Regions from separate parts of the Danio rerio genome. Here region 2 is linked to region 1. The links are chromatin contacts, called in public Hi-C maps. All regions are on one chromosome and are shown on one strand. Each heading gives the region's core, a stretch centred on a gene start, on an enhancer-like site or on the middle of the called end of the contact. The rest is flanking DNA. Distances are from core to core; before and after follow the strand shown.

Region 1 (3,642 bases), core at 818-3,317:
TTATGTTTTGAGTTTTTACAGCAAATGTAAAAACTGCAAAACAATTACTGCAATTGTGCAAATTTATTTTATCTTTGCCATGATGACAGTACGTAATATTTTTCAAGACACTTCTTTAGGTTTTTGTATAACGATAGTTTGTTCTGTAGACTATCGAGAAAAAGTATAGCTTAAAGAGGCTAATAATTTTGACCTTAAAATATATATATTTTTTTTTAAATTAAAAAACTGCTTTTATTCTGGCCGAAATAAAACAAAAACATCTTTCTCCAGAAAAAAAAAAATATTATCAGACATACTGTGAAAATTTCCTTGCTCTGTTAAACATCATTTGAGAAATATTTTAAAAAGCAAGAAAATTCAAAGGGAGGGGGGGGGGGGGGGGGGGGGGGCTAATAATTCTGTATATTAGTATATTTAATATATGTATATAGCAAATAATTAAGAAAAAAAAATATGTACATACACACACATTATTGAAAAAACACTGGGTTGTTTAAACCCAACATTGGTTCAAAATGAACAAACCCAATCATTGGGTTAAAAAGTGTCATTTAAATTTTATTGAAAAACAAAAACCTCAATGTTGGCTTTGTCAATATTTGAATTAAAGCTTATGTGTGGGTATATACACACAAGCACACACATGTATGTATCATTTTTTAAAGCCATGCACTGCTATAACATCTTGACATTAAAAGAGACTCGTAGCAACTTCATAGAGCTAAATTAGGAAACTGAGCTAGTTTCACTTGCTCAAACAGTTACAACAGCAAGAAAACAGGAAGTTTATGAGTGACAAGAGTGAGAACTTCTCAGTTTGCAAACGTCCTCTTTTGGAGCACGGACGTACAAAACCTAACAAAGCCTGACACTGTTTTGACACAAAGCGTGTTGAGAAAGAAGCATTTCAGTTTGCTCTGAGAGATATGCAAGGGGAAACGCATTACAAAACAGCTCTCGATGACTAAACAGAACGGCTGCTCATCTCCTCCCGCCAAATGTTATCACCAACTACAGATGTATCTCAATAAACAAAAAGCACAATCTCACATCACACCTTACATAATCACCTCTGGAGAGTGTCCTAAAGAAAATCAACAGCAGCAAAACATTCAGAAATGAATAGTCCTTTCTTACTGTCAGAGGCAAAGTCGTTGGTGTGTTTTACACGGTCAATGACATTTGGCAGCAGATGTACATCATTGATTCCTCAAACCGACTTTGAATATAATCAAATAAGTTGTGAAGCAACATTAAAGGACAGAGAGTGATCGGTAGCAACTATGACCCTTTAACAAAGTCAAACAACTTCATAATGGAAATTGACATGAAATGGTTTGCATACCAAATTCGGCAGACAAAGAGGCAGAGGAGGAAGTGGTCAAGCATGTCAAAATGCAAGTCATTTTAAGAGAAAAGAAGGTAAATATCCAATCTACAGTAGATAAACTTACCATATACAGTAAAAAAAATATTAATAAGTTAATCATTTGATGTATTTGCGCCATATTGTAATGCATTAACAATTAAAAGTAAAGTATATATTGTCCTATATGGTTATAAACTACAAACTACAGTGATCAAAATGCATTAAAATAGTTTACAGTCTAAATATTGATATTTTTTTCATAAATGTAAAAATATTATATGTATTATATAAACATATGAAGAATTCCCAAAACAACGTGCATATTTTTAAGTAGGAAAGTATTTATTTTACCAATAATTTTCAGATTTTGTAAAACGAAGCAAAAATAACAGTGACAAACCGGCCAAATTACTCAATATATATAAAACAACTCAACATTAGCATTTAAGAATGCAACTGTTCACTTATTTACAACAATATATTAATAACATACATATAAATAAATAATAAAACAGATAGATATTCACAGTAATAGAAGCAAACAGAAAATATTGAGAAAACGTGCATATTTAAGGCGATGTTTGCTGGGTTGGTTCTTACCCGCTTGTGGTGCGAGAGCTGTATCTCCACTGAGATCGAGACAGGAACTCACACATGTGTCACCAAGCCAATGTGGCTCACCGCAGTGCATTCTGGGCCAGATACTAACGTATGCCCTGGTGTGTCACGGTGCATGGCTAAGCAGGGAGAAGCATGCATGCAAAACACTGCATTAAGATGTCAGAGTGTGTGCGGGTGTGCGTTTATGCTTTCAATGTGTGATCACATGATAAAGCACAGACTGAAGCAACCGTGTGTGTGTGTGTGTGTGTGTGTATGTGTGTGTGTGTGTGTGTGTGTGTGTGTGTGTGTGTGTGTGTGTGTGTGTGTGTGTGTAAGTGTGTGTGTGTGTGTGTGTGTGTGTGTTCAGCGATCATTCTCTCTATCGCCATGGAAACCTGCTTTTATCTTATTTGCATCTGGGTGTTTTAGCAGCAGAAAGAAAGAGAGATAGAGAGAGAAAGGAAACACCACTGCCCTCCTCTGAGACTTTAAGAAGTTGTTCAATAATAAAATGCAGTATATTGCGATAATAAACACTCATGATGTTGTTAAATATAGTAAAGTTTTAAAATATACATTTTATTTATCAATTTAACTTTTAGAATGCATGCTAAGAATATTCAGATTGTTGTATTCACAGTGGCATGCACCAAAGGCTTAAAGGTGCCATAGAATGCATTGGTTCAATATGTAGGTATGTGGCTTAGTTGCTAAAATTCTCCAGATATGTTTTTATATGCTCATTTACAACCATAGGAATTACACTTAAAAAGAAAAGCTTCATTTTGACCTTATTTGGAAGGGTTGTGAATATTAATGAGCTCTGCTTTGACACTAAACATTTCACAATGCAGTGGTCCTTCATTATTCACGAGAGTGGCGTTCTAAAAGTAACTCGCAATAGGTGAAATCCGTGAAGTAGTCAGCTTAATATTTTTCAACTGTTATAGATGTTTTAGGGCAGTAAAAGCCCTCACTGCACACTTTATACACTTTACTCAGACAGGCATTAACATTTTCACACTTTTCTCTCTAGTTTAAACACTCTCAAAGTTCAAAGCTTCAGATGTGAACGATCGGCGGAAGAAAGTAGTTCCTCATACAAAAGGATTATGAGACTCTTCGTATTTGATTTTCTTTTTTACATACACAATTATGAAGCCAAACTGTTGTATAAACGCAATTTCACACTCGTAGCAGTGCAATATGACTATAATGCACACCTCCCACCAGTGCCGATATACAGCCACATCACACTGCTATATATACACACACACAAACACAGCCATGATGACTTACCTAATATTTTACTAGATCTTTATCAAGATACTATTGAGCTTAAATTGCAATTTAAAGGTTTAACAACAGTAGGTTAATTAAGTTAATTTAGGGTAATTAGGCAAGTCATCGTAAAACAAGGCATTCAAAAAAATTGGTTAAAGGGGCTAATAATTTTGACCTTAAAATAGGTTTTAAAATAATAAAAACTGCTTTTATTGGGATGTGCATCAGTTACTGATGTACGTTCGAATCATTCATATTTTAAATAGCACGAACGAGACTGCATGGCATGCTTCAGTGTGTGTGCGCGATTAGCCTCGGAAACGAGCAGAGCACACACATCTAACGCCTTCTTAATGTGAGCGATTTAATGGTCAAATACATGC
Region 2 (3,495 bases), core at 170-2,669, 58 kb before region 1:
TTATAAATGTATTATCTCTATTTTTTTTTTTTGATCAATTGAATCTCGCCTTGTTGAATACAACTATTGATTTCTTTAAAAAAATAATAATAAATGATCCCAACAGTTTGAAAAGAGAAAACTGTGAAATAACAAAAGGCAGCTAAGCATATTTATTTCTAATAAACTTAGATTTAAAGTGTGTCGAAGACGACAGAATAATGTCTTGTTTTAAAGTTTTTACTTAGATTAAAAATGAGCAATATATTTTGTGCAGTGTTTATTCCTCTTTTTTAAAGATATCAGATTAGTTCCATTTAAAAAATATTTTATCAATATTTTTAAATCAGGTAAAAAAACAGCTGAAATTATTAAAGTATTTTTAATGTTAAATTGTAAAAGATGTAATAAAAAAAGTCAAGACAAAAAATATTTTTACGTTGCTTAAACATATTTTTAGTTAAACATTTTAAAAAATATTTTTTTTAATTAAAAAAAAAATTGACGTTCAGATGACAAGAACAGTAAATTTTATTAAACTAATAAATTTAAAGTAGCAATATATATTTATATTTTTTTTAAACTGTAAATGTTAACAAACCCATCGTTATTGCAAAAGTGTTACCCTATTTACATTTGATGTCTTTTTGATGATCAGCAGAAAAAAAGTCACCCTGTTGACTGGCTGTGTCAGTTGGCGTTTCTGAGTTTGAATGTTCTACCTCGTGTTTGCGTGGGTTTTCTCCGGGTACTCTGGTTTCCCTCAACAGTCTAAAGACATGCAGTGTAGGTGAGTTAGGTAAACAAAAATTGGACACAATGTATATGTCTTTCGGATGAGACGTCAAACCAAGTTCCTGACTCTTTGTGGTCATTTAAAATCCCATGGCACTTCTTGTTAAGAGTAGGGGTGTAACCCAGGTGTCCTGGCCAAATTTTCTTGTGAAGTGCTTTGGGTGTATAGGCATACACAATAAATGCGCTATATAAATGCACATTACATTACATTACATTATGATTGTGTGTGTGAATGTGAGAGCATAAATCATATGGTGGAGTAGTTGGTGGTTCATTCCTCTGTGGCGACCCCTGATAAATAAGGGGCTAAGCCGAAGGAAAATGAATGAATTAATAAATAAATTATCACAATAAATATATTTGGCGCTTCATAATGTAGTTTATCAGGCAGTCTGTAGACATCATATGAAGCAAAAGGCAACTGATGTTCAGTCACGAGTACAAATATCATCATGTTTTACATTGGCTTTGATCGTGCTGTTTACTCTGTTTAGATTAGTTCAGTCTGACTGAACAAGGTCAAATGAGTGTTCGTGAACAACAAACAACCCCATTAAATCGGCAAGCCTCTACTTCACCTAATTGCAAAACCTGAGCTAAAATGGAGAGATAAGCATTAAGTGGGAGTGTTAGTCCTCCCTCAAACTACTTCACCTCAGTCTTGTCAGATTTTAGCATTATTTGAGGGGCTGGCAGGAAGGGAAAGTAGATTTGATGGTATTCAGTCAAACAATTTGCATCACATGCAAACGCACAACGCTGAAAGCATAGATGCTTGTTTGTGTTGGGTTTCTGGATCTCTGTGTGTGTGTGTGTGTGTTTTAGATGCCTGGTCATGTGATACCTGCTCTAATTATATCATCTGAAAGAAGGCCATCCACGGTCTGCTGTGATCGTTACTCTGCCCTCATAATGCAGTGACACACATAAAACACTCGATGAAACAATGGCTGAAGCACACTTCACTAATCTGGCAGAAAAGTTTAGGGATGGATTTCATGAAAGAAGGCTCTTCTGGGTTAATTTGATGAAAAGAAAATGTAAATGATAATTAAATTAAATATTTAATTTTATAATTAAATATTAATTAAATATAATTAAATATTAAAATAATATTTTCCATTCTTTATTCTTCATTTGTTGTCACTCTGTTGGCAAGGCTGAATTCTCAGTATGCAGTTTTGCATGGTCATTCAGAAATTATTCTAATATGCTAATTTTGTGCTGAAGAAACATTTATTATTATTTTTACTAATGTTAAAAACAGCTTTAAGGGTTAAGACTTTAATGAGCGCAGGGAGAACATGCAAACTCCACAAAGAAACGCCAGCTGACCCAGCCAAGGCTCAAAACAGTGACGTTCTTGCTGTGAGGTGACAGCACTACCAATTGCGTCACCGTGACGCCGTGAAATAATCAATATCGGGTTATTCTGACTCAACGGTCGCCACAGCGGAATGAACCGCCAGCTTATCCAGCATATGTTTTACGCAGCGGATGCCCTTCCAGCTGCAACCCATCACTGTGAAACATCCATACACACTCTTTCACACATACACTACGCACAATTTAGCCTACCCAATTCACCCATATCGCATGTCTTTGGACTGTGGGGGAAACCGGAACACCCGGAGGAAACCCACGCCAACAAGGGGAGGACATGCAGACTCCACACAGAAATGTCAACTGACCTAGCCGGGGCTAGAACCACCAACCTTCTTGCTGTGAGGCGATTGTGTGCGCCATTGTGCCGCCCCCCAATTTTTCGGTCTGAAAAATGATTATTTGTAAATGCAGACAAACTCACAATTTTCAAGTGGTATTTTGAATTTAATTTCATAATTTTGATTTGAAAACTGGCTGCAAAGTGGGTAATAGGTGAATTGGGTAGACTAAAGTGGGTAGTGTGTGTGTGTGTGTGTATGAGTGTGAATGAATGTTTCCCAGTTATGGGTTGCAGCTGGAAGGGCATCCGCTGCGTAAAACATATGCAGGATAAGTTGGCGGTTCATTCTGCTGTGGCTACCTTAGATTAATAAAGGGACTGAGCTGAAAAGAAAACGAATGTATGATCTCAAAACTGACTAAATAACTAGCATTTTGTGTTCTCAAGTTTTCTGCATCATTGTAAAATTCCATCACATTATATTAAATAAGGCGAGGCAGTGGCGCAGCAGGTAGTGCTGTCGCCTCACAGCAAGAAGGTCGCTGGGTCGCTGGTTCGAACCTCGGCTCAGTTGGCGTTTCTGTGTGGAGTTTGCATGTTCTCCCTGCCTTCGCGTGGGTTTCCTCCGGGTGCTCCGGTTTCCCCCACAGTCCAAAGACATGCGGTACAGGTGAATTGGGTAGGCTAAATTGTCCGTAATGTATGAGTGTGTGTGTGAATGTTTGTGTGGATGTTTCTCAGAGATGGGTTGCGGCTGGAAGGGCATCCGCTGCGTAAAAATGTGCTGGATAAGTTGGCGGTTCATTCCGCTGTGGCGACCCCGGATTAATAAAGGGACTAAGCCGACAAGAAAATGAATAAATGAATGAATACATTAAATAAACCTTAATACTAATTTGATCATTCCTTATGAAAAAAAAAAAAAACTTTTAAACTTCCCTTAAGAAACAGACAAAACAGAGATATTACTTTCATATTGAGTCGATTGTCTTTCGGCCTCATGTCAAAAGTGTTTCAATGCCTGATTATGATGTTGCTCTGACTTTCTCAGT

What was found. A called contact is a pair of places that touch in the nucleus more often than the background predicts.
Region 2: a Hi-C map of embryo shows a contact between it and region 1, with 1.8 times the contacts expected there. The contact joins two enhancer-like sites. A contact is called at or near these places in 3 of 18 Hi-C or Micro-C datasets (embryo and hematopoietic stem cells).

Annotation. Positions count from the first base shown.
Region 1 is chr2:50,954,941-50,958,582 of GRCz12tu, reverse strand. No RefSeq gene overlaps it. Among named protein-coding and RNA genes, the nearest start is that of mbnl1, 44 kb to the left of the region's middle. Within about 2 kb of position 2,067, at least 31 of the 62 cell types and tissues checked have an H3K27ac peak or open chromatin away from gene starts, as enhancers often do.
Region 2 is chr2:51,012,040-51,015,534 of GRCz12tu, reverse strand. All of the region lies in intron 1 of mbnl1 (muscleblind-like splicing regulator 1), which reads right to left. Among named protein-coding and RNA genes, the nearest start is that of mbnl1, 13 kb to the right of the region's middle. Within about 2 kb of position 1,419, at least 5 of the 62 cell types and tissues checked have an H3K27ac peak or open chromatin away from gene starts, as enhancers often do.